Regions from separate parts of the Zea mays genome. Here region 1 is linked to region 2. A link is a contact called in public Hi-C data. All regions are on one chromosome and are shown on one strand. The core of a region is the stretch at or near the end of the contact, and the rest is flanking DNA. Distances in the headings are between cores, read along the strand shown.

What was found. Hi-C and Micro-C count contacts between places; a contact is called where the count stands out from the background.
Region 1: a Hi-C map of ear shows a contact between it and region 2, with 2.6 times the contacts expected there. The contact joins the promoter of LOC103652830 here to the enhancer-like site in region 2. A contact is called at or near these places in 5 of 25 Hi-C or Micro-C datasets (ear, leaf and tassel).

What each region holds. Positions count from the first base shown.
Region 1 is chr4:11,826,441-11,831,610 of Zm-B73-REFERENCE-NAM-5.0, forward strand. It overlaps LOC103652830 (non-lysosomal glucosylceramidase), which reads left to right and starts at 2,801. Exons shown (of 20, transcript XM_008679807.4): 1 at 2,801-3,124; 2 at 4,040-4,141; 3 at 4,802-4,912; 4 at 5,024-5,080. The coding sequence starts at 4,064.
Region 2 is chr4:11,659,204-11,664,467 of Zm-B73-REFERENCE-NAM-5.0, forward strand. It overlaps LOC100193271, which reads left to right. Exons shown (of 11, transcript NM_001138418.1): 7 at 897-968; 8 at 1,041-1,114; 9 at 1,214-1,355; 10 at 2,059-2,137; 11 at 3,043-3,341. The coding sequence ends at 3,140. Among protein-coding and RNA genes, the nearest start is that of LOC100193271, 27 kb to the left of the region's middle. Within about 2 kb of position 3,543, at least 8 of the 20 cell types and tissues checked have an H3K27ac peak or open chromatin away from gene starts, as enhancers often do. A contact at or near this core is called in ear and tassel, where this site is marked.

The DNA of each region.
Region 1 (5,170 bases), core at 1,551-4,050, 170 kb after region 2:
GTCGGCAGGGGGCACCGGACTGTCCGGTGTGCACCGGACAATGTCTGGTGCGCCAACTGCCACCAATCTGCAACAGTTGGCTACGCCCGATTTGGAAGGGAATCGGGCACCAGACATGAATAGTAGCTGTCCGGTGGCACACCGGACTGTCCGGTGCGCCACCCGACAGAAGGCAACTTTGGCCTTTCAAGATTGCCTCCAACGGCTTCTAGCTGCCTTGGGGCTATAAAAGTGACCCCTAAGCGCATGGAGGAGTAACCCAAGCATTCCTTGACCATTCCAAGCACCAAGACTCCATTCTCACGCATTCGATTCTTTGAGATAGTGACTTGAGCTCCATTTGAGTAGAGAACTCCTCGCGTTGTGTTTTGAGCTCAAGTTGTGGCTTGTGTGCGTGATTGTGCTCGTTGTTTTGAGTCTTGTGTGTGTTGCTCTCCCCTCCCTTACTTCCGTGCTTCTTTGTGATCATCAATTGTAAGGGCGAGAGGCTCCAAGTTGTGGAGATTCCTCGCGAACGGGAGAAAGCATAAGAAAGGAAAAACCCGTGGTATTCAAGTTGATCATTGGATCACTTGAAAGGGGTTGAGTGCAACCCTCGTCCATTGGGACGCCACAACGTGGAGTAGGCAAGTGTTATACTTGGCCGAACCACGGGATAAACCACCATGTCTCTTGTGATTGCTTTTCTGTGATATCTTGGGTTAACAAGAGCTCGCTTCTTAGCTATACTAACACTTAACCAAGTTTTGTGGCTTTAAGTATTTGATTTTTACAGGATCACCTATTCACCCCCCTCTAGGTGCTCTCAGTATCACTACTTATAAGCTTGAGACACATAAATTTCTCTATAGAGTAAATTATTTATGAAGGATTATTTCTAACATTGCTAGAAAGCTTAACACTTTTACTCCTGTCCTTCGGCTTATGAACAATATCGATTTCACTTGAGGGGCAGTATAGCAACACACATTTAACATAATAAAGGAGTACTTGTCTTCGGTTCTGGTGCTTAAGACACTAAAATGTAGATTTTCTTTCAGGTTATATATAGCAGCAGAAGACAAGGTCATTGGAGCTGGTTTGACTCAGGAGACCGAAGGGAAGGAGCACATCATAGCATATCTGAGTCATTAGCTGGTGGATGCTGAAATAAGGTATACATTTTTTGAGAAATTATAATTATGCTTGTTTTATGCATGTACCAAGCTTAGGTATTATCTTCGTCTAGCTCTTGTATTGTTGCTTCTACAGATGTGATTAAATGCATGTTGCAAAATCCAACTATGAGTGGTAGAATTGGTAAATGAGCTTATACACTTATAGAATATGACTTGGTTTATGAGTCTTTAAAATATGGTAGAATTGGTAAATGAGCTTATACACTTATAGAATATGATTTGGTTTATGAATCTTTAAAATATGTGAAAGGCTAGGTTGTAGCTAATTTTATTATAGAACATCAGATTACTGATTCTTGTGAGCTAGATATGTTCTATAATACTATTAGCCCCGGGACAATATTTTGATGGATCGACTTGCAAAAAAGGACAAGGTATTGGCATAATACTTATTTCGCTAAGAGATACCACCTTTGATTTCTCTAGTCGATTGGAGTTTCATCGCACTAATAGTGAAGCTGAATATGAAGTGTTGATATTCAGTTTGGAACTATTAAAATATATGGGGGTAAGACATGTGAAAGTTTTTAATGATTCTCAATTAGTAGTCCAATAGGTTTTGAGAGAATATTAATATTTACATAGTACTTAATAGTTATCTTGAAAAATATAGGGACATAATTTGTTCATTTGATGACTTAGACATTCATCATGCATTTAGGATTGAAAATTTTAGAGCTAATAATTTGGCACAAGAAGCTTTGGGGGTATCAGATAAAGAGACAAAAGCTTCATATTTTTGAAGATTCGATAGTCAAGGTTGTGAGCATGTCAAGGCTACATGTGCCAGACAGTATGATGAGGTCGTCGAACCATTTGCAGTGTATGAGCTGGATTGTCTGGGAAAGTCACTGGACCGTCAATCGAACAAAGACGTTGCTGCGATGGTTTTAACTAATTCTACTAATAGTAGGGCTGATGCTCTTGATAGAGGATACCCCTGATCACATATTTACAAGATCCTAATGTTAGAACAAAAAGGAGTATTCGACGGACAACTTTTAAGTATGTTATCATTGCTGATGAACTTTATCATTGAACTCCTAGTGATGTTATGCTTAAGTGCATTTATTGTCTCTTAACTGCATTTATAATCTAGAGTCTCAGAGTTTTATCATACAACCTTTTACTTGTCTCTTAGGTGTGTTTGATTGAATAGTCAAATAGAATGAAGTGGTTCCATTCTAGTAATTGAGAATGGAGCCGCTCTATTCTACGTTTGGCAAGAAAAACAGAGCCGCTCCATTTTTTGTTTGATTGAAGAGTATAATAGAACAGAGCCGCTTCATTTTTTGTTTGGTTGATAGCTGTATGAGTGTAGAGAGGAGGAGCAGGGTAGAGTGCTCGCGTCTGAGAGAGCGCTCACATCCGGTCGTTTTTGTGGAGCGTGAACATTCCAACTATTTATGGTAAATTTCTATATAGAGATCCAGGAGCCGCTCCGTTATTATTTTATTGGAAACCAAAACTAGATCTATAGGTTATGCATGCCCTCATCAGACCAACTGTAGATAGAGACCACACTTTCTAATTCTACCTATGAACATCACATATGTACAATCATGAAACATACATGTAAATGAAACATGACACACAATTATCTCATACCGCAAAACTAGATCAGATCACTGTCCCCGTCCCATCAGACATACGGTAAAAAACAGTCGGTATTTTGCTAAAGTAAAGTCCCTTCCACCTTACACGTGCGCAGTGCGTCCACTGTCGTGGGCCCTAGAAGACGAATCGCTCCTGTCACGCTGTCTGCTCCCACAGGCAACAGCCACGTCTTCCGCGCCGCAGTGTCCGATCGATCGATCCCTTCTAGGGGAGGGGAATTCAGGACAGGAGGAGGCCAGGTTCTCGCCCCGCAATAGGACGCCGATCGATTCCGGATCTTAGCTCGAGAGCCCGGTGCCCCCTTCTCGGTGCTCGTTGCAGGATTTTCGGTACTGTTCTCGCGGTGGCGTCCCACGGGATCGCGCCTTCCTTCCTCCTCTATTTTATGTTTTTGGCTGGCTCTTGGAATTTGGTTGGAGAGTCGGGGATGGATTGCTTATTTTATTTTGCTATGCAATATCTTCCCGACAGGCCAGGTATTTAGGAGGAAGACCTGATTTGTCCTTCAGCTAACAGTCAACACTGAAGGTTCACTTGGGCAAGCAATATAATTTTTCCTTCTATTCTAGTACGATTCACCTCTAGCGACTTATGACTTTTGTGACATGTTTATTTATTCAACATTCCGTTTGATTCCATGTGTTGAATTTGTTTCAATCAACACTGCGTATCATCTTTATACAACATTGCTTCATACACCTTATGATCTGTCTGAAATAAATTTGGGTTATGTGTTATTGTAACGTAAAATTGACACAAACTTGATTCCATATGCTTCAACCAAATGGTTTCTTTGCCTATCTTTACTCATCTGCAGTTACAGGCTTACAACACCTCAGTGATATTTCTCTGATTTAAAGCAAACTAGACTTAGTGAATCCTTTCCCTTTGAGATATCAATTCGCCAGATTGGTTCTTAGACCTTGATCAATGTTTGAGCAATTATTTATTTGACCTTGGTATACCTTCCTGACATTGTGTCTCACTGTTGTTGCTTCTACATGCAATATATCTATCAGCGGTATTAAAGCATCATCTTTTTTTTTGTTTCTATTTTGGACACATTTCTGAATTCTGATGTATTTCCTGATCAGATATCCTTAATTTGCCTTTCTGTGTGATTTGAAATGTCTTCACGCTCTGTCACATTAAATATCCTGTAGTTTGTAAAATTCTTTTGTTGATGTTTATGGTCAGATGAATTTAACAAATAATTGCTTGAGTGAATGTTCACTTGTTTGCAGGGGTAGTCCAAAGAAATAAGAAACATGCCAGAGACTTATGTTGATGAGCAACCAAAGGGTGTGTCTCGGAATCGTCCACCTGCACATATGAATGGTGATGAAGTGAGCTATTCCTTCTTATATTCATATAAAAGCTCCTGCTACATTATATGATGTTGACTTTATGAAAACTGAATAATTTAATCAGTCACATCACAATTGTGCTTGCCATTAACAATCCAATTTTTATTTATGTAAGTATAAAACACTTAATTTTATGTGTTGATGTATGATCAATCTGTGCATATAATTATGAATAATAATTTTGCCCATATCTTTATTACCATGATTCCAGTTAGCTCTATTAACTTATAATTTGAATGGTTCTATCAACAATCTGGAAAAAGAATATGAGTACTATTCATCTGGCGAAAGGGTCTCTAGCTGAGTTGGTTAGGTGGTTTGAGTAGCACTCCTCAGTCTTGAGTTCGACTCCCCGTGGGAGTGAATTTCAGGCCAGGGTTAAAAAAATCCCCTCATCTGTCTCACTCCAAAGCACAGGTCTAAGGCCTGGCCCCGGCCATCACATTGGCTATGGTGCCGCTGTGTATGAGTGGGATAGGGGTTCGGGGGTTTCTCGACCTGTGTGAAAATGTCTTCTTCTCAATACAATACTCGAGGGTTGTCTTAACCCTGTAGGTCGAGTACTATTCATTTGTATTCCTGACTTATTAAGATCTCCCATTGTATTTTGGGTTCAAATGCGGTATTCTTTGATGACAGGAAAAGGTTTATCCTGGCCAACTCCCAGTGTTGACCTGGGAACATAAGCTAACCCATGTTAGACATGATTTGCCGCCATTCAGACTTACATGGAGAGAGATAATGCAGCTGGTACTTCTTTTACACTGCATAGCCTAGCCTATTCCACTGCCCCCCTCCCCTTCCCCCACTCACCACAACACACCTACACACACATACTTAATCTTCATCTTACCATTGCAGGCTGGTATTGGTTTACGTCTTAGTCGACATATCCTTGAGGAAACTTCAAAAGGGCGAGTATGTTTCATTATTTTCACATGCTCATGGATAATAACAAATTATTATGTGGAAAATTGAATGTTCCACATGCTTCAGTTTTCACTTGGA
Region 2 (5,264 bases), core at 2,293-4,792:
GTTGCCTTAGCACCTTGAGTGTCGCCTTAGCGACGCTTTGCGGACGCCTTGGATGGCTGTCCTCCCTCAGTGTGCTCTCTTCCCTCTCTGCTCTCCCCCAGTGCGCTATCTTCCCTTCCCTCTCTGCTCTCTCTGTTATCTCCCCTCTCTGCTTTCTCTGTTCTCTCCCTCTCTGCTCTTTCTCTGTTTCAATTAACTCAGTTTCAGTTAAATGCTAGTGTTCTTAGTTAGTTAACTCAGTTTTAATTGATTTATGTTGAACTTGTACTCCTATTTGCTACTATAATATTATTATCCCTAACTATTTGAGACTATATTCCTATATATTCAATTTTTATTGCCTATTTTTGTATATTACTAAGGCGTCACCCCGCCTTACGCCTTATCACTTAAAAGGTAAAAAGGGGGTCGGTCGCCTTACCTCGCCTTGCCGCTTTAACAACTATGCTAGCAATACCTAAGCCTGTTGGTGGCTGGATATGCCAGCACTCTAACAACCCAACATATAGACATATTATTACTATTTAGTGATGCCAAACCATTCTTGGAATATCTCAATGAATTTGGAAATGATCGGTTTCATAGAATCAATTGGAGTAGATGATACATCAACCAACGACTTTTGCAATCCTACTACACGAGTGTAAACAAAATAGCAAGTTTTTGTTACTTATCTACAAAAAAGAAAATCTTCATGCGTGGATCTCAACCAAGTGCACAAAAGATAAGAAATCAATTCAAACTGCAACACCACATAGTTGCCAAACGCTCAAAACCGCAAAAAGAACCCTATGCCCATTGAAGTCTGGATGGATGAAGGCACACAAAGAAAATTCCAATGTAATTTTGAAATTTTGATCATATTACATGTCAAATGAATTTGTTACTTCTTGCAGAAAATTATCGAATATCTGAGGAAGGATGGGAAGCTACTTAATCATTGTGGAATGACACCACAGAAGCTCCCTGTATGTGCAAGATGTTGAATAGGTTGCTTGCTTTGCTATTGGTTTGACTGTCTGACCATTTTATGTCTTTAGGACCTTGTTGAACATAATCCACTTATAGCTGTCGATGTTCTTTCAAAGCTAATCAACTCTCCGGACGTGGATGCGTACACATACTAGCCTTTTCATCTGTTTTATCTTTATCCTTGTAATTATTGTGCTTTTTTCTGCATGCCAGATTTCACACTTGCCTTATTGTTCAACAGATACTTTGATGCTATTGTCCATATGGATATGAGCTTGCATTCAATGGAAGTAGTAAACAGGCTCACTACTGCAGTAGTTTTACCACCAGGATTTGTTCACGACTATATCTCAAACTGCATTCGATCATGTGAAGACATTAAGGTTTGGTTCTTAACCATGCTTTCCATCTTTTTTGGTAGATCAACATCTTTCGGTAGTCATGGTAACATGATTCCAGCATCAGTTCTGGGTTGCTAAAATGTTTTCTGTTGGGTTTGAGCACGAATTGTGTTCAATCAAATTCTGATTATCCCAGGAACATGACGTTCATTTATATATAAATCAAAAGTATTGCATAATATATGGACCTAAGGCCATCACCAGGAGATTCTCTATCCCATCCCTTATCTCATTCTCTATTTCAAACTTCACTCTTCAAACAGTGTAATCTACAGTTTCGCGCCCCCTATTTTACCATATCCACTGAAGATAGCTTAACATCCATTCTTCAATACAAAATGCAACCATCTCCAGGTGGAATCATGGCATCAATTTTTGCTTCAGGGGCCAAATCCACATGAAACTTTTTTGGGATGTATAATTCTGAGTTACTGATGCTCACTATAATATTTGAACTTCAAGTTTAAATGTCTATTGAGTACAGCCATCTATTTACTCCTGATGTACGATGATGGAGTATTTCTATTTCCTATTTCCTGCTTGCTTCCTATACATGCTAAAATGAGGGCCCACTTTTGTTTCTGTTGAATATTTGAATGAAAACTGAATATTTAAGTGTGTAAAATGATACACATGGCACTTTGTTTAAGTGTTGATAAACCTTCTTAACTAACATTGTTTGCAGGACAAGTATATGCAAAATAGACTAGTGAGACTAGTATGTGTCTTTCTACAGAGCCTCATTCGGAACAAGATAATAGATGGTGAGTGTATCAATGTGCAATTCTCATACTGCACTGTTAGTGCAGTTTCTCTATTATTATGCCACGAACATGTCCAAATCATTAGAGATGTCTGTAGTTGTACAATATTAGAACTTGCGTTTCTTTGTAAGCTACTCAGTTTTATACTTTTATTATCGATCTAATCTAAAGTAGTATAATTAACACTTCACAAATCATCATACTTTATCTGCTAGGAAAAATAACAAGCTTTCATGCACATCCGTTGAGTTTTTACTTTGATGGTCCTTCCTCATTATGTATCTGTTGTAAACTCGATGGTTGCTGAAAATTTGTGTTCCAGTTCAACATGATTAATTGTTCATTTATCTGTTTATGTGGCATAGTCATTAGTAGGGAGGTGCCTCGTTGTAGTTGTCACTTACCCGAGGTTTTGAAAGTTTTGGCTCTTCCATAGGAAGGTTTCAAATGGAATATAAACTGGTGTACTTATTGTATGTGAAAAAAACTGTGTGAATTGCATGACACCGAAATAAGTTCCCTTCTGCAACCCAGTTGGAAGAATCATAGAAGCATGGTTAGGAATCCCTCACCCCAAAACCGACTGAAATTTTAAGTGATTATTTTTTTCTGTCACCTTTTGATGTTTGGGTGTAGCAAAATCTGTTCACAAAAAAGATGGAAAAAACAGTCTTTTGGGCTCTGAGCTTGGGACTTCAGATTATCTGAACTTGCTTTGAGGGAGAAATATTGGTTTCTTTCACTGTTCATAGAATAATTCTATTTCACACATATTGATTTTTTTTCTTCATTTGAGGGTCTGTTGATTTAGAGTTTGAATTGTGGTCATCAATGTTATTACTTATTCTGTTATTGACTAAGACTGAAATTCCAGTGTGAAGGATGACATTTTTGGTTGTGTGCAGTGCAAGATCTCTTCATCGAGGTGCAAGCATTTTGCATCGCCTTCTCGCGAATAAGGGAGGCAGTGGGGTTGTTCAGGCTCCTGAAATCTGTAGAATGAAGAGCGCTCTGCGATCTGTTGGCTGCTGGATTCTATAAATAGAAACTTCCATTGTGTACATTCATGGCTCTGCTTTTGTTTTTCCAGCGTCCAAGAGTTGAAAAGATGTGGTGGCCTTGGTCCAGGGTTGGGTGTAAATGGTATGGATATTTTCCGATGATATTCGATATCAAATCCAATTAGGCCTAGTTTGTTTTCGCCTGAACAGCCCGTTCTGGGCCTCTTTCTGGGTGGAACCAATCAGCCTGGTTTGGTTTAGTCTGATATAGTTTGCTGGAGCTGTTCGTTTGTCTTGGGCCACAAAGCCGCCTGTTTTTAACTCCTCTGCCTCAAATCCTTAGCCCAAAATGAACCCAGGTGAGCAACCATTCGGATTGATTCCTGTGCTGGAAGTTGGCTGCCGACCAGGAATGAGTGACAGCTTATGATCCACTCAATCCTGGGCTGGTTTGGTTCCTGGCTTGCTTCAATCCTGGCCTGCCAAACAGGACGAGTTCTCTAGAGTTTGGATATTCAACTTATCTGAATACTCAAATTGCTATCGTATATTTATGATATCGATATCCAGTTGTATCCTATCCGATATAGTTGACACTATCCAAATTTGAACATGATTCGAATGGCAAACAAATATAAACAATATTTGATCCGTTTGCATCACTACTTTGGGTCCTTGGTCGTCCATGAATCAACAGGCAGTACGCAGCAGCCCGGGCACATGAAGTGAAGCAATCACGGAGCCTATTTCGCCATGCTTGGAGTAGAGAAGCGTCACAGTTGCTGTCACTCACATGGGAGGCACAGGGTCCATGCGGCTGACCGAGTTGCCGTCCAATCCGCGGACATACGTCGTGGCTGCACGCCGGCACCGGGAGGCAAGCAGGGAAGAATCCCATTTCCCTGTGCTCCGCTTCGCAGCATGGTAATATTCCTGCTGTGCTGCTTATGGTTGCGCCAACCATTTTGAAGACGATAATACGCTAAGAGCATCTCCAGTAGTTTTGTAAAAAAAAAACTCTCTAAAAACAGATGTGGAGAGTTGCTAAATGATAGTAGGGTTTAAAAAATATATGTTCTCTAATGGTTCTCTATTTTAGCTACCAAATTAATATTTCAAAGTATGTCAGCTAGAAACTCCTCTCGCTCTCATGTTTTAAAACGTTTTATGTTCTTCTCATCAGACATGATATTGTTTTTGCAATGATTCTAAAATTATGTGTACAAAACAAACGCAAATATCTTTTCCACGTAGAAATAAAAAAGTGTAACTTGCAACAAAATTCTTTTCCCGTAGTAGCCCCAAGTTTATTAATAAAAAATAAAAGAGAATAAAAACAGAACACATATAACACTAATTTCGCATGAAAGTGTTTTTAGGAGTCCCTCACGGGTTGCCAAATGTGAGGACAAAAAAGGATAAAATAGCAATTTCTTAAATTTAGCAACATCGTTTAGAGTATCATTGGAGACGTGTTTTTTTCTAATAACTTCTTAAACTGAGATTTAAGAACCTTTTTACATAACAGTTGGAGATGCTCTAAAAAGCTATTCCACTGCTGCTCACCCTCGATGATGAAATTTCTGTGAGAAAAAAATATAATATCACGGTAACTGATTTTCTGCATTGCTTCCTCCTTATTTTTTTGGGCCTTGGCAGCAACAAAGTTTGTCAGAACAGATGTGCTTTGTGTTCCCTGCAAAATGCCAAAGCACGCGTAACCGCCCATCAGCGCCCCTTGATTATCAGTTGAGAGCGGCAAGCACAGGGGCACACCAGAACATGACCTAAACTAATCGCTGCCATGCTTAATCTGTCAAAGACTATAAAGGCCTGGTGCAATGCATCAGTTTGCTAGTTGACGGCATAAAACACTTCCAGTGGCTACCAAATGCTAGCTTGATTTGGTCGATCTTGGCACTTTAATCAGCGGCTTAATCAACTGTATTGCTTGTTCCAGCGAATATTTTGGAACAATAGGAATTTGTTTTTGTTTCGGAAAGTAATAATATTATTGCTTCCTACTGCCAACCACCCCTCCAATACTCACTCCATATTTTTTACAGGGCAATTTGTTTTTCAGGACAACGTTTTGACAAACAGTTACGCTATTAATATTTTATTTA